Regions from separate parts of the Mustela erminea genome. Here region 2 is linked to region 1. The links are chromatin contacts, called in public Hi-C maps. All regions are on one chromosome and are shown on one strand. Each heading gives the region's core, a stretch centred on a gene start, on an enhancer-like site or on the middle of the called end of the contact. The rest is flanking DNA. Distances are from core to core; before and after follow the strand shown. Region 1 overlaps IGF1R (insulin-like growth factor 1 receptor). Region 2 has its middle 31 kb from the start of SYNM.

Evidence for each region. Hi-C and Micro-C count contacts between places; a contact is called where the count stands out from the background.
Region 2: a Hi-C map of spleen shows a contact between it and region 1, with 4 times the contacts expected there. The contact joins two enhancer-like sites. A contact is called at or near these places in 2 of 3 Hi-C or Micro-C datasets (fibroblasts and spleen).

The regions. Positions count from the first base shown.
Region 1 is chr5:18,028,041-18,032,428 of mMusErm1.Pri, reverse strand. The region is part of intron 5 of IGF1R (insulin-like growth factor 1 receptor); the gene reads left to right. Among named protein-coding and RNA genes, the nearest start is that of PGPEP1L, 63 kb to the right of the region's middle. Within about 2 kb of position 1,793, the one cell type or tissue checked has open chromatin away from gene starts, as enhancers often do. A contact at or near this core is called in fibroblasts, where this site is marked.
Region 2 is chr5:18,409,141-18,413,528 of mMusErm1.Pri, reverse strand. No RefSeq gene overlaps it. Among named protein-coding and RNA genes, the nearest start is that of SYNM, 31 kb to the left of the region's middle. Within about 2 kb of position 1,893, the one cell type or tissue checked has open chromatin away from gene starts, as enhancers often do. A contact at or near this core is called in fibroblasts, where this site is marked.

The DNA of each region.
Region 1 (4,388 bases), core at 544-3,043:
CTCTCTCTCTCTGCCTGCCTCTCTGCCTACTTGTGATTTCTCCCTCTCTCTCTCTGTCAAATAAATAAAATCTTAAAAAAACAAAACAAACAAACCAAAAAAAAAAAACCCCACAGGCTTTCAAGAAGAGGTAGCATTTGAGATGGGCCTTGAAGGGTTTCCAGAAGCACTCAGAAAGCGTAGGGTGAAGAAGGCAGTTCAGGATAGGGCAATAAGAGCAAAATCAGCGAGTTGGGGCATCCTGGGACCTGTTTGGCAAATAATGCTGGAGAGGTAAGTGGTATTAGAATTACGTAAGGTGTTATGCACCCGGGTGTGGAGGTTATAATTTAGGTAGGCAGTGGAATGCGGTCAAGGCTTTGAGCTGCAGGAGTGTTAGCAAAGCCACCTGGACATTTCATTTCTGTGCGTCTTTGGTTTAAGCCAAGATAACTTTTATCCCAGTGGTTCCCAGACTCTGAAGTTAGAACCATCTTGGGTGGGGCCAGGTTAAAAAAAAAAAAAAGTCCCAATAACCCAAAATGCACTCCCAGTTCAGTCAGAATGTCTGGGGGCAGGATCCAGGCATCACTGATTTTTCTTAAAAATCCGAAGTAGTTTCACTGTGTAGCCAAGATTAAATACCACTGCTGTGTCCCATTATTTCTTCTTCTTGTATGTGAATCCCCAAAGCTCTTTCCCTTTTTTCCTAGATATTTAATTGTCACACTATTGCCTTTATATACTGTTTTTCTTGATCTTCTACAGGCAATGAAAACGTAAGTAAGTGTCTCCATTTGGTTCAGTAGGATGGAAGTCTTAGAGCATTTTGTTTGATGGGGAATTCAAAGTGCTGGGTTCCTTGGCATCTGACCACCATGGCTTTTCAAACGGGAACTGGGACCTGCCTCCAAGTCCCCTGGGCAGCCCAGACCCCTGAGTCATGTCCAGAGCATGACGTTCAAGCACTATAGCTAGAGTAGAGCTCTAGTCTATATCCAGAGCAAGCCGACTTTGTAATCGAATTTCCAGGGTGGTGAAAGAGGTAGGCAGAATCACGTTCCAACGTTCCGGTGGCTGGAGAATGGGCCCTAGACGGCATCAGGCGGTAATCAGTTTGTCCATAAGAACTAAGACATCCAGGGGCGCCTGGGTGGCTCAGTGGGTTAAAGCCTCTGCCTTCGGCTCAGGTCACAATCCCAGGGTCCTGGGATCGAGCCCCGCATCGGGCTTTCTGCTCAGCAGGGAACCTGCTTCCTCCTCTCTCTCTGCCTGCCTCTCTGCCTACTTGTGAACTCTGTCAAATAAAGAAATAAAATCTTAAAAAAAAAAAAAAAAGAACTAAGACATCTGGGTTCCCTAGAGGATGTCACTCAGTCTGTGTAATGTAATGTGTTTCTAGAGTAATAACCTTAGACATTAAGAAAATCCAGGTTTTTCTGCTGTTTAGGGAGGAAGTGGATTTTGTAATACACATGTATAAGATTTCTAGAAAATGACTCATTTTTAAGCCCTCAAATAGAAAACCGGATATTTCTGTTATCTGGACAGTTCCTTGAGGTGAACAACCTTGAAGTGAACCCTTCTTAGGGCATTAGATAAAGAAAGAGGTAAAATTTCGGATTCTTTGGTACCACCAAGGATCATTGCCCCAAAAGCCTAAAAGCAGATAAAGGTAATAGGGTTCTAAGACTTGAAATTCTTGGGTACATTTGGGCATCTCTACACTTATGACCGCAGCCCTTGACTTTGCAACACTTGGTGCTTCATTCTACCTTCCTGCAACTCTAAGATTATGTTGCAACAGAGCTGTGTGTTAATACTTCCCTGGGACTTTTAAAAAGACTCAACCATGTGACTCAGCATTTCCAGGCTCTACCCAATATCTTCCCAAGAGAAATGAAAACATGCCCACGCAAGACTTGAATGTGAATGTTCATAACAATATTATTCACTCGAGCCCCCTCCTGCTCCCCCCCCCCCAAAAAAAACCCACAGGAAACAATCCAGATATCCCTCAACAGATGAATGGATCAACAGAATGTGGTACAATGGAATAGTACTATGACAATGATGTAACAGCACAGGTGAACCTCAGAAACATTAAGCTAAATGGAAAAAAGCCAATGCAAAAGGCTGCACATAGTATGATTCCATTAGTTTCTAGCAAAAGCAGGACTACGGAGACAGAAAGCAGATTGGCGAGGGCTGGGGGCAGGAGTAGAGCCTGACCACCATGGGCAGCGAGGGAACCTTGCCATCGTGGAAATGTTCAGAAACTGCATAGTGGTGCTGATGGGACAGCTGGATGTATTTACTAAAGCTCATGGCTCTGTATCCTTAGGGTGGGTACAATTTTTACTAGGTAAATTATACTTCGGTTAAGCTATTTGGAAAACCCTCAAAGAGGAAACATTTTCTGAGTTTCTCTTTGGTACCCGGTGCCACTTGAATATAAATCCCCAGCCTTGCCGAACCCCCAAGGCTGGTGTAAATATTGGATTTGAAGGAGATTGGACGTGGTGTGAGCATCTGCGAAAAAGCCAAATCCTGGATCTGTTGCAGATTGCTAGGATGCTGGAGAGAGCCCTGTGTGCTGGCTTCTGATGCCCCCTAGAGACAGCCGGAAAGAGTCCATGCTTTCTCCTCTGAGAAGCGAAAGGGAGTCATCAGTTGTGTTATTTGCAGATCTTTTTTTTTTTTTTTTTTTTTTTTTTTCCGGTTTGTCAGTAAGGACTGAAGGGGAGTGAGGTGAGGGGGTTGGGATATCCCTTCCTAACCCCATCTTCTGGACTCCTAGCCTTCCACTACCACTGCTCCTGGGCTGGGAGAAGCCAAATAAATATGTTGTCTAGCGTTGTTGCTTTATTTAGTAAGTGGCGGAGATGTCACTCAGACCCTGATCTTTGGATTTGCAAAAACGATGCTCCAACCCCCGCCCCGGGGTCATCTTCTGTGCACCGTGCCAGTCTCCAGCACTCTCGCTTTCCTCTGCTTCCACATCCTTCCTGCCCTTCATCAGAGCAGATGGGGAGGTGGGTGGTGGTTGATAAATCAGAGGTAAGACAACCCAAAGCCTGGAGCCATCCGTAAAACACCTCTGCATATAGTGTACAACAGGCATCCAGAAGATCAACACAGATAACATACAGATATCCTCACGGAAATGACTGACCGCTTTCAACCTACCTCAGTCGGTCTACATCCCATCAGACGCCCCCCCACCCCACCCCAAGCACAGAAACAAACATCTTTGGCCACACTAAGAAGGCTGCGAGTCAGAATACCAAGATCTGTAAAACCCAGGCATCTGTGTAAGCTACAGAAAAAATAAACAAGTTCATTTTTAAAAAATATTTTCTGAATGTAAAGGCAGGACGTTTAGGAACAATTAGGAAATCACATTTACTGAGCAACTGACTTATATAGTCATTTCCTTTAGGAGACAATGAGAAGGGGTGTGTGTGTGTGTGTGTGTGTGTGTGTAAAATGTTCAGACAGGTCTCTGCCTTTTGCCATCTCTTAATTGTCACCTGATCATGGAAGGGGAATTTGGGGGGAGCTAGGCCCCAACCTGGGGTTGGAAAATCAAGAGCAGCATTGACAGGCAGCCCATGAATGGCTCGGTTATCATTCTGATGAGAGTTTTATTTTTGTTTTTCTGTCGCTCACAAAGGCTCCATAACGCCTGGGTTTTATTGATACTGGTATCCTGGCTCCAGGCCTTCTCTGCGTGGTAAAAAAATGTTTGTGTTTACTGTAAAAAGATAATATTCCTTTTCAAAGTGATTAATCACACACACAGAATTTCAGTGGGCCCGCCATTCATTTGTCAAACTCCTGATTTATAATTCATGCTTCCTCCCATGGGAAGAAGCATGTTTTGTTCAGGAGGTATTTTCAGCGCGGTTTCTGTTCCCTGCCGGCGAGATCCGTCTACTAGAAAGAAGCCTCGTTCTGTGTTGAGAGACAGAGGTTTGACCAGGTTAATGCCTTTCCTTCCGGCCTAGAGGTTTCTGCACTGACAAGGAGGTTTCGTCCCCTGGGAGCCAGCTGAGGACACTGGGAGCAGCCAGACCTTGGTCCTGGCACTACAGAGTGTCCTTGAGAGCTGGAAGTATCCGTGGACAAGAATGGGCCTGCCTAGGAGGCCTCTGGTTTCTACCTGCAAACCCCACCTTCGGTCGTCTGACGACCCAGTCACCCAGCATCAGCGACAGCCTGGCACCGGGAGAGCAAGGAGATGTGGGTGGCGACTGTTCCCTAGGGACGGCAGGTCTCACCTTGCCATGTCCCAGCGTTTCCCACCTGCATACCTGGGCTTGTGTTGCATATCCCAAGTAGATGGATGTGCACAGTGTCTGAGGCTCCTTTTCCAGTGGATGTATGTGTCAGGGAGTGAGCTCTTC
Region 2 (4,388 bases), core at 644-3,143, 380 kb before region 1:
ATTTTTTTTCTCCCCAATCCGACCCTAATTCCAATTCCAAACTTTCCCTAATTTCTTGCATGCAGACTAAACACATAGCCACACACCAACATGGGAACAAATCGGGTTTTGATCCTGTGGAAGAGGGAGGACAGGGAGAGCCCTCGCTGGGTAATGAAATGCGGCAAGCCTAATGTTCTGGAAGAACAAAAAACCTTTCTAGAGACTTTTTTTTTTTCCCAGAATCACCGTTATTAATATTAGAAGACATTTGCTGCCACTTTAAAAGATGAAGCTTTGTAACATGCCTGTAACTAGTGCAGAACAAATTAATTTATTTCAGGTGGGTTCCTAGTAGCAGCGAAAGTTCTGGCTTACACCTCGATCCTTCTCGCAGGTACAGGAGGACTGATTCTTCTGTGGGAACTTTGAACATGACGAACCCTTGAGGAGGGGCTTGCCTCCCCCACCAAGTGAGTATCTGGTTATTTCTATATTCTTTTGTTACTCTCCAAATACTCTTGGCCCCGCATTTAGAAGGGTGGTGTTATGAGGGTGATGGACATTAGAGGTGAGGTCTCCCCACACATGCTTGCTAGCCCCTGGTGACCAGGACACACAGATGGGCCTCAGCCAGCAGGGGTCAAGAGGTCAGCTGACTCTGGGCAAATTTCCTTCATTAGATCATGGTGCACCTGCAACTGGCGCTCTCTAAGCATCTGTTTATGAAGACACGGCAACACCAAAGCCAATATTCAGCACACAGGCCAACCCAGTTCTGTTCAGTAAGAGATCTCTTCTGATTAGACGGTACCTATACCTTCTGGGTTACTTGATATTTTGAGTGTTATCCCCCCCCCCACCACTGTCATGGGAGAGGCTAATGGGTCCCATTTATCTCTGTGTATGAGCTCATTTAATCTTCACATGGTCTTGTTACATTGAAGCTGTCATTATGCCCATTTGCACAGATTAGGAAACTGAGGCTCCAAGGAGGATTTGAGAAAATCCAGTCAACCAGCTGGAGGAGGCAGGATTCTCCTCTGGAGGGTACAGGTCTAGGCTGGCTCTTTTGTCTTTGTCTTCCCATGTCTGGTCCAGAGCAGTACTCAGTAAATATCTATTGGATGAATGCACAGAAGAGTCAATAGTTAAATGGATGTCCATGGGCCCACACCATCCCATTTCATGGCTATGCCTTCCTGGGAAACAGGACCCTTCTGATTTCTTGTCTTTTGCCTCCTCCTTTAGCCTCCGATGGTTAAGCCCCCTGTTCAGAGCAAAGCAGGCTGGCAAGAAAGCTAAGTTTGCACAGCAGCTAGGCCTTCATTAAGATAGATATGCCCCCCTCCCCGACATGGCTTCCATTTAAGTTCTCTTCCCCCCTGTGCTGCAGTGCCCTCCAGCAGCCCTACTAGGGGTGAGGGTGGCATCAGCTCTGTCTTCCCTGGCTGTGTGTCCTTGGCCAAGTCACTTAACTCCTGAGTTGCCATTTCTTCATCTGTAAAATGGAACAAATAATAAAGCTTACCATGCACACTGGATGAGACCTGGTTTCTGTGGGGTTTAGCACAGTGATCCTGTTATCATAACAGTGCAGTTGAAGAAAATGTCTTCCAGAATGTAGACATGGGAATTCACTGTACTAATCTCTCTGTTTTTGAGTATTCAGAAAATTTATCTTTTTTTTTTTTTTAAGTAAGGGCTTGAAGAAGGGCTCTTGGATTAGTCCTTAGTGGTATTTATCAACTATTACCCACTCTTTTTCCCCTTAGAGAAATGATAGGATTGGAGTCGGTCATGTGACTTACCACGTGACACAGTTAGCTGTGTGACTTGCTTTGGCCCGTAAAATATGAGAGAAAGCAACGTGTGTCACTTCCAGGCAGCAGCTGTGAGTCAGAGCACCGTTTGCCAAGTTCTCTTGCCCTCTGCTCTGCAGCTGGCTATGTTCTGGCTCATGGTTCTTCTGTCAACCTATGACCTGGAGTGAGGATGACTCAGGGCAGAGTCTCCAGTCCCCCTACAATGGGCACTTGGCATGATCCAGCAATAAATTCTTGCTATTTGAAGCCATGGAGACTTGGGGGTTGTTTGTTACTGCCGCAGGACCTGTCCCAAACTGACTGATGCAGACGAGATTCAGAGAAGAGACAGGCTCTCAGCAGAAGTGCACAGACCATGGCTAATGGTTGATGACTGACCTTCCCCTCCAAGATGCCAGGAGACAGAAGAAGAGGTGGAGGGCCAGGTGAAACACAGCCTCTATAAGGGGGACTTCTCTTTTTCCTTTTTCTTTTTTTTTTTTAAAGATTTTATTTATTTATTTGACACACAGAGAGAGGTCACAAGTAGGCAGAGAAGCAGTCAGGGAGAGAGGGAGAAGCAGGCTCCCTGCTTCTCGGGAGAACACGACGTGGGGCTCAATCCCAGGATCCTGAGACCATGACCTGAGCCGAAGACAGAGGCTTAACCCACTGAGCCACCGAGGTGTCCTAAGGGGACTTTTCAATAGTTCTTCCCACTTTGGTGAAAAAGGAGAACAGGAGCATTCGAAGTATGACTTCATTTTATCTTCCCTCCCTACCAGCCAGTGTCATAGGCTCCCTGTCCTTGGGGTGTGCCCTCAGACTCACAACAGCACCCCCCTCCTCCCACCCCCTGCATAATACAAGTACTTGGCTAATCCCTTACAATATCAGATGATGATTAAAACTAGCATTGACATTTCTTGCACTATTTGTCCAAGAACCAACCCATTTCCTTTTCTACCGGTGCTTTCCACCTCTCATGTGGTAGTAAATGTATACATTTTTTAATGGTTTTGGTCTGTATTTTTATAGACTCATGTAAAGAAAGATACCAAAGTCCTAAGTGTACAATTTAGTAAATTATCATCAGGCCAAGATCCCTGTAATTACCACTCGATTGGTAAATCCTTGCAAGATGCTAAATTGGAACTTCCAACTGAGGTACCAAGGCCCAGAGAGGCTGCATTCCAAAGCAATGAGCCTAAAACCAGTTGTAGGACTCTTGAAACCAGGATCAACCTGAGGGTATACAAAAACTGAGTTGTTGGATATGAGAGACCACTTATAAAGAGCATCTCTTTGGGCAGGACTGAGCCAAGAGTACTGACACCCCCACTCATGAGAGAGAGGGGCTTCAAAGGGACCACATGGAGTGCCTGGCATGTGTCCCATGCTATAAAGGGGACCCAAGTGGGCAGGTGTCTGACAGCTGCTCAGAAAATCTTGAAGATAAGAGATCAAATTCCAGTGGAATTGTTTATTAGTGATCTCTCCTTACAAAAACCACCTAGACCAAGGACTAAGGTTAGCACAGTGCCTGGCACACTTAAGGAGCTCTTTGTCCACCCCAGTAGCCATGTTTGTGATTGTTCTTGCCCCTGGACTTGAGACCTGGTGAAAGGGGTAAACCTCTCTTGATGAAGGCTTGCCTGCCTCTTGACTCCTTATTGGCTAATTCAGGGCTGGGTCTTTGTTAATGGAGGACCATGGGGGACCATACAAGGACCAGCAGAGGCGCTGTTGGAGATCTGAAGGAAGCCGATTTGAACATCTCCCCTACCACCCATCTCTGTCTTAGAACATCTCTACCTTCTTAAATCCCATCATTTACTTTCCTTTGGGTGTTACTCTAAAAGCTTCTGTTAACCATAGAAGGGATGGCCACTAATCTATGCATTGGGTCCTGCCATGGAGGTAGCGCCCTGCATTGCTCTGGGATGTCATATGCACTGTTTTCTTTTGGTCTGCCTCGCATCCCACCCTCTTCCTGTCCAGGCGGTTTCCCCACCATCGGAACCTCAACACACAGGCGTGTTCTAGAGTAAGACTGGCCCACCTACCAAAAACAATTCTTAAATTCTCAGGCATCTTTTGAAGTGGGTGTTAAATGATTGGCAGATAAAAATCGGTTTGGGGGGAATGTTTACACCATAGAAATGAGCAAACTGCTACAGATCACAGATTTTCCCACTGGAGAGCAGGTTGCTAACACTTACCAGCACACCACTAGGCACGTCACTTGGGGTGAGCCAGCCGATCCTATCTGAGGCTTTGACTCTTGGGCAGAGAATCCAAGACAAAGGGACAGGACAGAATCTGTTTCCTGCAGGGGCAGCTGACGATAGCAGGGGTTGTCCGCTGGGAATAGTGGCAGTGCCCAGGGGAGGTCTGTCTGTCATGATCTTGGCTCCGTCTTGCTTCTGCCTCGCTTCTTTTGTTCCCGCCCAACCTCCACGCCTTCTTCTCCAGTCTTCCCAGCGATTCCAAGAGCTACCCTTCCCTGCTAAGCTAACCAGAGCCACTCCTCCTGAGGGGTTGCCCAATAGAGATGATGAATAACCTGGTAGACGAGAAGTCCCTAAGGAAGGAGAAGATGCT